Regions from separate parts of the Columba livia genome. Here region 1 is linked to region 2. The links are chromatin contacts, called in public Hi-C maps. All regions are on one chromosome and are shown on one strand. Each heading gives the region's core, a stretch centred on a gene start, on an enhancer-like site or on the middle of the called end of the contact. The rest is flanking DNA. Distances are from core to core; before and after follow the strand shown. Region 1 holds the start of HOXA9 (homeobox A9). Region 2 has its middle 110 kb from the start of NFE2L3.

What was found. A called contact is a pair of places that touch in the nucleus more often than the background predicts.
Region 1: a Hi-C map of crop shows a contact between it and region 2, with 5 times the contacts expected there. The contact joins the promoter of HOXA9 here to the enhancer-like site in region 2. A contact is called at or near these places in 2 of 2 Hi-C or Micro-C datasets (crop and liver).

The regions. Positions count from the first base shown.
Region 1 is chr2:36,340,893-36,345,316 of bColLiv1.pat.W.v2, forward strand. It overlaps HOXA9 (homeobox A9), which reads right to left and starts at 1,951. Exons shown (of 2, transcript XM_005513503.3): 1 at 1,008-1,951. The coding sequence starts at 1,557.
Region 2 is chr2:35,697,270-35,701,441 of bColLiv1.pat.W.v2, forward strand. No RefSeq gene overlaps it. Among named protein-coding and RNA genes, the nearest start is that of NFE2L3, 110 kb to the right of the region's middle. Within about 2 kb of position 2,527, at least 3 of the 3 cell types and tissues checked have an H3K27ac peak away from gene starts, as active enhancers do.

The sequences.
Region 1 (4,424 bases), core at 701-3,200, 640 kb after region 2:
ACAGGAGAGACCCGCTTAGGTGTTCCGATTTGGGGGTTTAGGACGTGGCTCTCATTTTCCAAGGCACAGAGGACGGTGAGGCACAACGGACTCCAAAACACAGACGCATGGAGAGGTCACACGCAAACACACGCTGCAAAGCCCCGCCACCCCCGCCTCCCATCGGCTTTTTTATTGTTAGTGGGATGCAATTTTATAATACTCTCTCCTCCTCTCTCTATGCTAGCTCCCTCCCTCCTTCTTGGCCTCCCCACGCACACACCCCCCTCAAACTGCCAGCCCGGGGAGTGACCAGCCAGACCAGCATGTCATCGAAATTGTTTCACTTTTTAATTTCGACCTTCTCCCGTGTCATCACTGGCAAGACCCAGGGAGCTGGCAAGTCAATCTACAGCTGGCATAATTAAAACCTCGCCGGTTTAGGACCCTAATTCTCACGGCGTTAATCGCGGTAGCAATCCCGAGGCGCTCTGCCACCAGTTTCGCAGCCCTGGGAGCATCCAGCCCCGGGTTTTCCACGAAGGGGGTGGGAGGGAGACACCAAGTCAACGGCGAGGTTTCTGCCCTCAGCCCTGCAATAGCCGCCCCGGCCTGCGAGCCGTCACACAAAATAAGGACCAGATTCACATCCAATGCTTTCTAGGCACCCTCTCCTCGGCGTTTGCCCACGCCTGGAAGCGCGGCGAGGCGGAAGGATGCGAGCACATCCTGCAGAGTCTGCTGGGGTGGCTAGTGCGGGAATGGGCGGATTTTGCCTTTCTTTTTTTTTTTTACGTTGCAGTTGTAAGGTAGGATTTTGTTTTCCTTCCAGTCTGGAAATCCCGAGCCATCCTAAATCCCGTCCGAGCTGCGAAGGGCAGCGCTGGCTTTTGGAGATCGCAGACCCAGGGCGAGCTGCAGCGGCGGCAGCAGCCGGTATTCGGCCGCGTAATTAGCCCCAGCGCCTCGACACCTCCCCGCGGCCGGCGCAGCGCCCTGAAGTCCATTACCCTCGCAGTCCCACTTACTTGGATCGATCTGCGGTTTCTCTCCGTTTGCCTCACTTTCTCCATTGCTTTCAGAGAATGCACCTTCGTGGCTTTGCTTATCCCTATCAACTGGAGGAGAACCACAAGCATAATCAGAGAGAGACAAAGTGTGAGTGTCAAACGTGGTACAGTCAGCCCTCCTGGCCGCCAGCGGTTCAGGTTTAATGCCGTAATGCCTGCTGGTAGGTAACCCGGGGAAAGACAAGGAGCCCGGCACAGGCTCAAGCCACGAACGCATGTACCTGCCGTCGGGCGGTGCCACGGGCGCCTGGTGGTGCGCGTAGGGGTGGTAGACGGCGGGGACGCCGCTGGCGCCGGCGGGGTGCGCGGGGCTCCAGGGGGGGCCGAAGACGGGCGCCTTGGGCTGGAAGCTGCAGGGGGCCAGCTCGGGGTGCTCGGCCAGCGCCGCCGGCCTCGGTGGCGGCGGCCCCAGCGGGGCGGGGGCGTAGCGGGGCGCAGCCAGCTCGTCCCCCTCCGGCACCAGGAAGGAGTCCACGTAGTAATTGCTGAGGGTCCCGGGAGCCGACATGGCGGGCGCGGGCGGCGGACCCGCCGCGGTTCGGGGCTGCGGGTTTCACGTAACAACTTGGTGCTGGCGGAGAAGTAGAGTCAGTAATAAGTTGAGGGCAGCCCGGGCGCCCATTGGCTGCCCCGGTCACGTGGCGGGGGAGCAGAACAATAAAGTATAAATCAGTCCGCGGGCTATTAATGGGTCAGTGTTTTCCAGCCATAATTTTTATAGCGAGGCCATATGTTTTTATGCAAAGGGATATTGGAGTTATACGGCGGGGTTTGTTTTAATTGCGGCCAACTGAGATTAAAAGATCAGATTCCGTATTACAGCCCCCCTTCCCTCTTTCTCTCTCCTCTTTTTTTTTTTTTTCGTTTAAGCGGACTATTTTATATCATAATTAATCATCCCATCAGTGGGTCGTGTTCCCCTCGGAAAAAAAAAAAAAAAAAAAAAAAAGCCCACACCCTTGTGATCGGAGACCTTCACATAAAATTATACAATAATTGAAGCAATAAAAAAAAGCAAAATAGCAGTTGCGGTATACTGTATTTAAATATATATTTATTATATTTCATAAGGAGTTATTGTTTCGGGAGCCACAGGGTTGTTATTAAGTCAGTAACTACGAGCGCGCTCATTTGCATCGCTGTGTTTCACGGCAGTAAAAATTTACGAGTGCTTGGAAAGGTTAAATTATACTATTGTGTTTAGTTTGGGAACTCACTATAAACAATACCGTTCCGTTCGACGCAGAGAGCTGGCAGCAGAAAGTCAAATTCAACGTATCCACCTTCCGAAACTCCGAAGCCGAGTCTCCGGCCGGAGAAGAACCGGGGCAGGCGCTGGCTCGGTATTTAGGCTGGCCGGCACCAAACTGCACTTCCCCACCCCACCCCGCTGGACAGAGAGCGGCAGTGACCGAAACACCCTTCTCGTCCTCCCTGCCGCACTGCCGCGCCCGCTCGCCCGGCCCTGCCCTTGGACGGGGCCGCAGCGGCCGGGGACCCCCTCACTAGGCCGGGGAGAGGAGCCTGGGCTGGCCGGCGAGGCCGCGGCCGGAGCGGAGCCGCCGTCCTGGCCGGGAGGGAGAACGGGCAGAGCCGCGAGGCGGTATTTATCACTACGATTAATTCTTTAACTATGCAGAGAAGCAGCGGGGGAAAAGGGGAGAAAAAGCCCCGTCTCCCCGCTGCCGAAAGACACCCTGCTTCTCAGGGCGGCTATCAAAGGGGCGCTCGCAGTCGGCCGTCCGGCATTCTGGTGAATCAAATTTATGTGCAAATATAGTTATTTGTTGGTGGCACCTCCTTTGGCTGCAGGACCCACGCTAGCGGCGTCGGAAACCGAGCGGAGGGTTACAGTGCGCCGCAGAAGGAGGGGAGGGTGCGCGGGGGGAGAGTGAGAGGCGGCCAGATCCAAGTCCAGTGTTAGGAATTAAAGTCGTGCCTGAGCGCTTTGCAAACACGCTTGTGACTGCCTGATTTTTCTTCGGCGGACACTCAAGCTGTTTATCCCTGTGGCAGGCGAAGGAGCGCGGTCAATGGGATGCAGGGGGCACAAAAAAAAACCTACGCGACAGGCTCAATTTACTCGAAATATCTTTTATTGAAAATAGAGCCCAGGACTGCCGAGTAATAATTAAAATCATGTGTAAATAGTGTTCATGCGAAAGTGTGGTTTTAATTAGTTTTACATCGCTATGTGGGCTGTCTCTCTCGCTCTCTCCCCCTCTTTCCTTCTCTCTTTCTTTTTCTTTTCATGTCTTCCCAACAGTTTAATCCGAAATCTTACAGAGATCCTATTTTAACAACGCTCTCTCCTCCATTCAGGATTACGAAGGCCCATAATGAAGCTATTATCCCCCATTAGAGTTCAAAAATTACGGAACAGTTGCAAGATCTCCACAAACAAGAAGCCGATTATTTTCTAACAATTTAAAAAATGCAAATAAAGCTCTCCTCTCCTATTTTTTTGTGGCCATTGTATAGACACGCCGTAATAGAAAAAAATAATTGTATTTCTTTCCTGGAACGACGGAACTCGACGTCATTTGTATTTATTATTAAGAGTCAGCTGTGGTGAAATGTGATTGTAGAACTTCCTTTCTCCATTCAGAAAAAATAATCTTAGCTGCGGGAGTCCTGGATGTTTATATTCGAATTTGGGTTCTCAACTTGCAGCGCGTTTCATTTTTTTGGTTACTCACCAAAAATAATAGCAAATGAATAACAATAACAATAACGTTTAAAAGAACGCGCCTGCATTTTTATTTCCCTGTAAAATTCCGCATTTGTTCACTGCCGGCATCCAAGCGGCAGGAGAGGGTGTACAGAAAGCAAGATATAAAATATAGCAAGTAATTACAGACATTTTTCACGCGGTCACGTTGCTTATAATAACACTGTAGCATTCGCCTCTCTTTCCGCCCTTTTAGATCTATTTGTCCCACAAGTACATTTTACATACAAGCCACGAAGGCTACTGAAGGCAGCGTGGGCTTCGCACAATTTGCGTTGCTGATTTTGGTGGCTTACACCTTCGGAGGCAAAAGACCCCAAACAGGGTAGAAATAGGCGTTCACATCAAATTGCAGTATGTAATCGGAATTCCCAGGAATGAAGCACCGCTGGAGCGATCGTGCCTGAATAAAAATACTCCCTGCCATCCATTCCGGCATAATCAAATTAGCAGAGCTTCCATTCCGCTACCTTTTACCCCCGGCTGCAACAGGAAGGACCCTGAGGGTTTTTAAGCGAGGGCCATATGCAAGGGCTGCTTCATCAGCCACGCACCGCAGAGGCGCGGGGCACGAATCCGCGGGCGTTGGCAATCTCTCCTGAACGGGAAGTTCAGGATCGTCTTTTCCCGTGGTTTCCTGCCAC
Region 2 (4,172 bases), core at 1,277-3,776:
TCAGGCTTGTTTAGAAGCAGCAGCTAAACAGCTGGGAGATCTTTCAGTTGGTTATATTTCTAATTCTGTTCAGGTCTTGCTTTACAACCTCGAATGAAAACAAATCAGGATAGTTTCCTCCTTCTTGGAATGTCTAGGATTTTGAAGGGGGGGAACTCTACACACAGCGCCTCTTTTCCAGCCACACAATACAAAAGGAGACATTGGTAAAATTGCTTTGTGGTTGCAAATGTGTTTTTTTCACCCTTGTCTTAGAAAGAGAAACTTTTTTCATGTGTTGAGTCACTGCAGGACAAACTGTCGTGGACCATCAAACAAACAGCATTGATTTTATTCTTTTTTTCCTAGCCACAAAAGCAGAATACCCCCTCCCCAAAAAAAAAAAAAAAAAAAAAAAAAAAAATTCTTTCCTTGCTACATACAACCATCATCTTTATTTTTTTCATGAGATTATTTCCAAATGCTGAGCACTAAACTCAAGCGTTTTTCCACATACATGAGCATTTGTAATCCGTCACAGTCCAACTCTGAGAGGTGCACATAGACGCAGTGTCGTTTCACCCTTGTGCATTATTGCCATGCCGCGCAGCGGTGTAGCGTGATCTTTCTTACTCCAGATAAAAGTTGTTTAAATTGCAAACTATATGCAGTGGCCTCAGAGTGCCTCATCTGCTAAAACAAAATTTAAACAGCTGAACGAAAGGACTGTGAGCTCCCCAGGAGGGAAAAACGCGAACCTCGCGAAAGCGGGATGAAAAGAGGGGCAGGACCCGAGGGGAGCGCCGGCTGGATGTGCTGGCGGGAGCAGCCGTGGCCGCGGCGACGGTACTTGCTGTGACAGTCCCGGGGCTTGCGGGCAAGAAGGAGAAGAAAAGCCGCAGCTCAACTGAGCCCGTCGGCTCGGGAACGTTCTTTAGGGGATAACTTTATGGTTTTTTTACACGTAAAATTACACGCATGAAATACAAACCCGTACCCGTGTATGTGTATATGCGTGTATATTTTGCACTCCCAGAGTGGGGACCTTGGCCACATCCATGGGGAATTTGACCACATCCGAAGCTCTTCGATAAGTCGCAGACACACCGGGCTGCCGCTTCGGGCTCCCTTACCGCAGAGGGCTGGGGAAGGAGCTCGGGGCCGGACCTCGCTCTCTGTCCCGCACAGGAGTTAATGGGGGTGGCCCCGATGCGGGCCCGCCTGACGGGTGGGTTTTGGCCTGTTCGGGCGGTGATGGTGCTCCAGGAGGTGCTCCCAATACTGCAGCCTCCGGCTTGGGGCTCGCCGCCGGCCGAGGCGGCCCCGGGCAACCCCAAAGCCCGCTCCGGTAGTGGTGGCTTCGGCCGCGCCGGGCGGTTGCGGTTCGACCGTGCTCAGCCCGGGCCGGGGACGCCCGCTCCCGAGCTGTCACCGAAATAGCCCCCTGAAGCGCTTTGCTCCGGTCCCTTCCAGGAAGGAAAGAAACCCCGCTGCGGCGCTGGTTTTCTGTGTTTAAGTAACTTTAATAAAACGCCGCTTCCTTTGGCCAAGGAAAGGAAATTCGCTGTATATAAAATTCGGAGCGGAGGGGAATAGGGAAGCTCCCCGGGTGCCCGTGAGCTTCGTTGCCTATTTAATTACAAGTTTTCGTTCCTGGGCAGACGTGGAAAAAGTGCTAGAACCCAAAAAAATTAAAAAGACAAGTGGCGCACCCGGCTGCCCGCGGGGTCCCCCCGCTGCCCGCCAGGCCGCTGCGGCCCGTGGGGCAACCCCGACCTCAGAAGCCCGGTGCAAAGCCCCGCTGCGGAGCCGCGTCCCCGCATCGCGGCCGCCGCCACCGGACCCGGCCGTTCCGCGCCGCTGCAGCGCCCCGCGCGGCCACGGGGCGGCGCACGCCCCCGCCTCTACAGTCCCCCCCTCCGTGCCCCCCTCTCTTTGCATACGCAGCGACGATTGGTCAACGTATTCACTTGCGTCAGCTATGGCGTCAAAGGCTCGCCGGCCAATGACTCGCCGGGTGCCGTGCCATTGGCTGTCTGCAGGGGTGTCAATCAGATGGAATTTGCATGCCGGGCGCGCCGCGGAGGGGCGGGCGGCAGCGCGGGTCCGCCGTGGGAGACACAGCAGCGTCTGCCGGTCACACGGAGTCACTGCACGTAATAACGGCGCCACTCGTTAACGCCTCCCCAGCCTTGTGTGATGCTCTGCGGAGGGCCAGCTCTCTATTCCCACGCGTGACAAGTAACTGCAGCTGCCAGGCAGGCATGTACGGGTTCCACGGGCAAAATTCGTACAGAAGCAGAATAACCCAGTGCTGAAATACCCCCGCGTGTGCGCGTGTGGTGTCAGTGCCGTGTGCCCGGCTCCTCCGACAGCAGGAAGAGGCACAGCCCTGGGCCCCTGTCGCCGCAGCTGGCACTGCACGTAACCCCCCGTCTCCGCATGGGATGTGAGTCGGGGGCGCGGGAGATCCCCCGCCGTGCCCCGGCCTCTCCCCGCAGGAGAAACTCAAGGAGGGGAGGCCGCCTAACAGCCCCCCGCCGAAGAGAACTCCTCTGTGCGCGGCAGCACCGAGCTTGGGTCCTCCAGCGGGAAAAATGACGCGGGTGTAAAAACAATCGGTAGCCGCTCACTTGTTGTACACACGAGACGCGGCGCGTTTGGGCGAGAGGGCTCCGAGCTGACCCTCCCGGGGGGACCAGCCGTCGGTGCCCCAGACCCAGCCGCCCACCGCGCCGGCTCTGCTCCCCGCAGCCCCGGCGCTGGCCAGCCGCCACGCGTCACGGCCGGGCGCTGTCCGTCATCCACGTCCTCTGACGTCACCTGTGGCGAGCACCAATCAGCGGGCGGGCTGGGACAGAGCGGAGCCGGTGATTTACGCGCTTCGGGACGCGACTGCGAGACAGAACCAAAAGCGCTACGGCGGGTCCCCACGGTCCCGTGCGGCCCTGCGCTCCGCCCTCCCCGCGCAGACGCGCCCCGCTGTTTTGGCGAGCAGAAATAGCAGCGGCTACTCTGCGGGGGGGTGGGTGGTAAAGTGGCCTTGGCAGCCCCTGAGGCCCCGCCGGGCTGCCTTGCCACCCCAGAGGTGGGTGCAAGGCAGCCAGCTTAGCAGGAGGTTTTTTATGCGTCTTTACAGAAAAAAAAAAAAAAAGTGTGTCCTGCCCTTGTTTACGACAGAAATAAGAGGCTGGAACAGCCCCCAAGAGGGGCTGATTGACATCGCAAGGCAGGGACCGCTTCGTCACGGATGGGGGGTACAGAGGGCTGGAAACGGGGTCTTCCCGCAGCTCGTGACGGGTGTTGCGTTTCCGCTGCGGCGGCGAGTTGATACTTGAATTGCCCGAAACAGTTCTGATTTTTTTCCTTTTTTCCTTTTTTTTCCTTCTTTTTTTTCTTGCAAATAAAGTAAACACAAGAGGGCGTTTCAAGCCTTTGATCCACGTTCTGTACAGTAAGGAAAATAAACCGTGAACTTCAAAAGGGATGGAGGCATTCTGGGGTTAATTTCGCTTCCTAAACGGATGAACACGGCAATAAATCATAATTTCCCTCCCCTCCATGAAAGCGCTAATCGGAGGAATATGCACCCGAAGCGCCCCTCACCACTGGCAGCCTCAGAGACCGCGTCGGCTGTAATCTGATGGATCAAAATTCGTGCGGGAGATATTATAAATCAACAGGTTTAATAAATCTTTGCAGACGACGTCTCCACGGGGCCGGGGGAGGGGGCGGGGTGCGGAGGGGTGCCCGGCGGTAATACGGAACCGTGAAAATTCACTTCCTCGCAAGAACTACATTAAGTAAACCTAACACCGAAATGTTGTCTGGCAATCTGTCTTGAAAAGGTTACAGCGTGTTAAAGATTTGGAAAGCTCCATAAAGCAGTAAAGATTATGAAATACAGCTTAAAGGTTTATCAAATGACTTCCCGTGCCGGGACAGGCTTTAAACCGAAGGCAAAAAAACCTGAAGCCTGTGATCTTTGCAGCTTTAGCCCATAAACGTGTTTGAGGAGGGATTCTGTTTTCTGCCGCTTTATAGTATCACTTCCCTAACACGTAATTTAAATCTGCTTTTCAGGAGTCGATATCTGGTAGTAAAACTAATACCGGGCAATTAGACGTGGTGCTTTAGAACCGCGTCGAGCTAGAGGCGGTACGAAGAGGTATCCACCCAAAACCAGGTGGCCA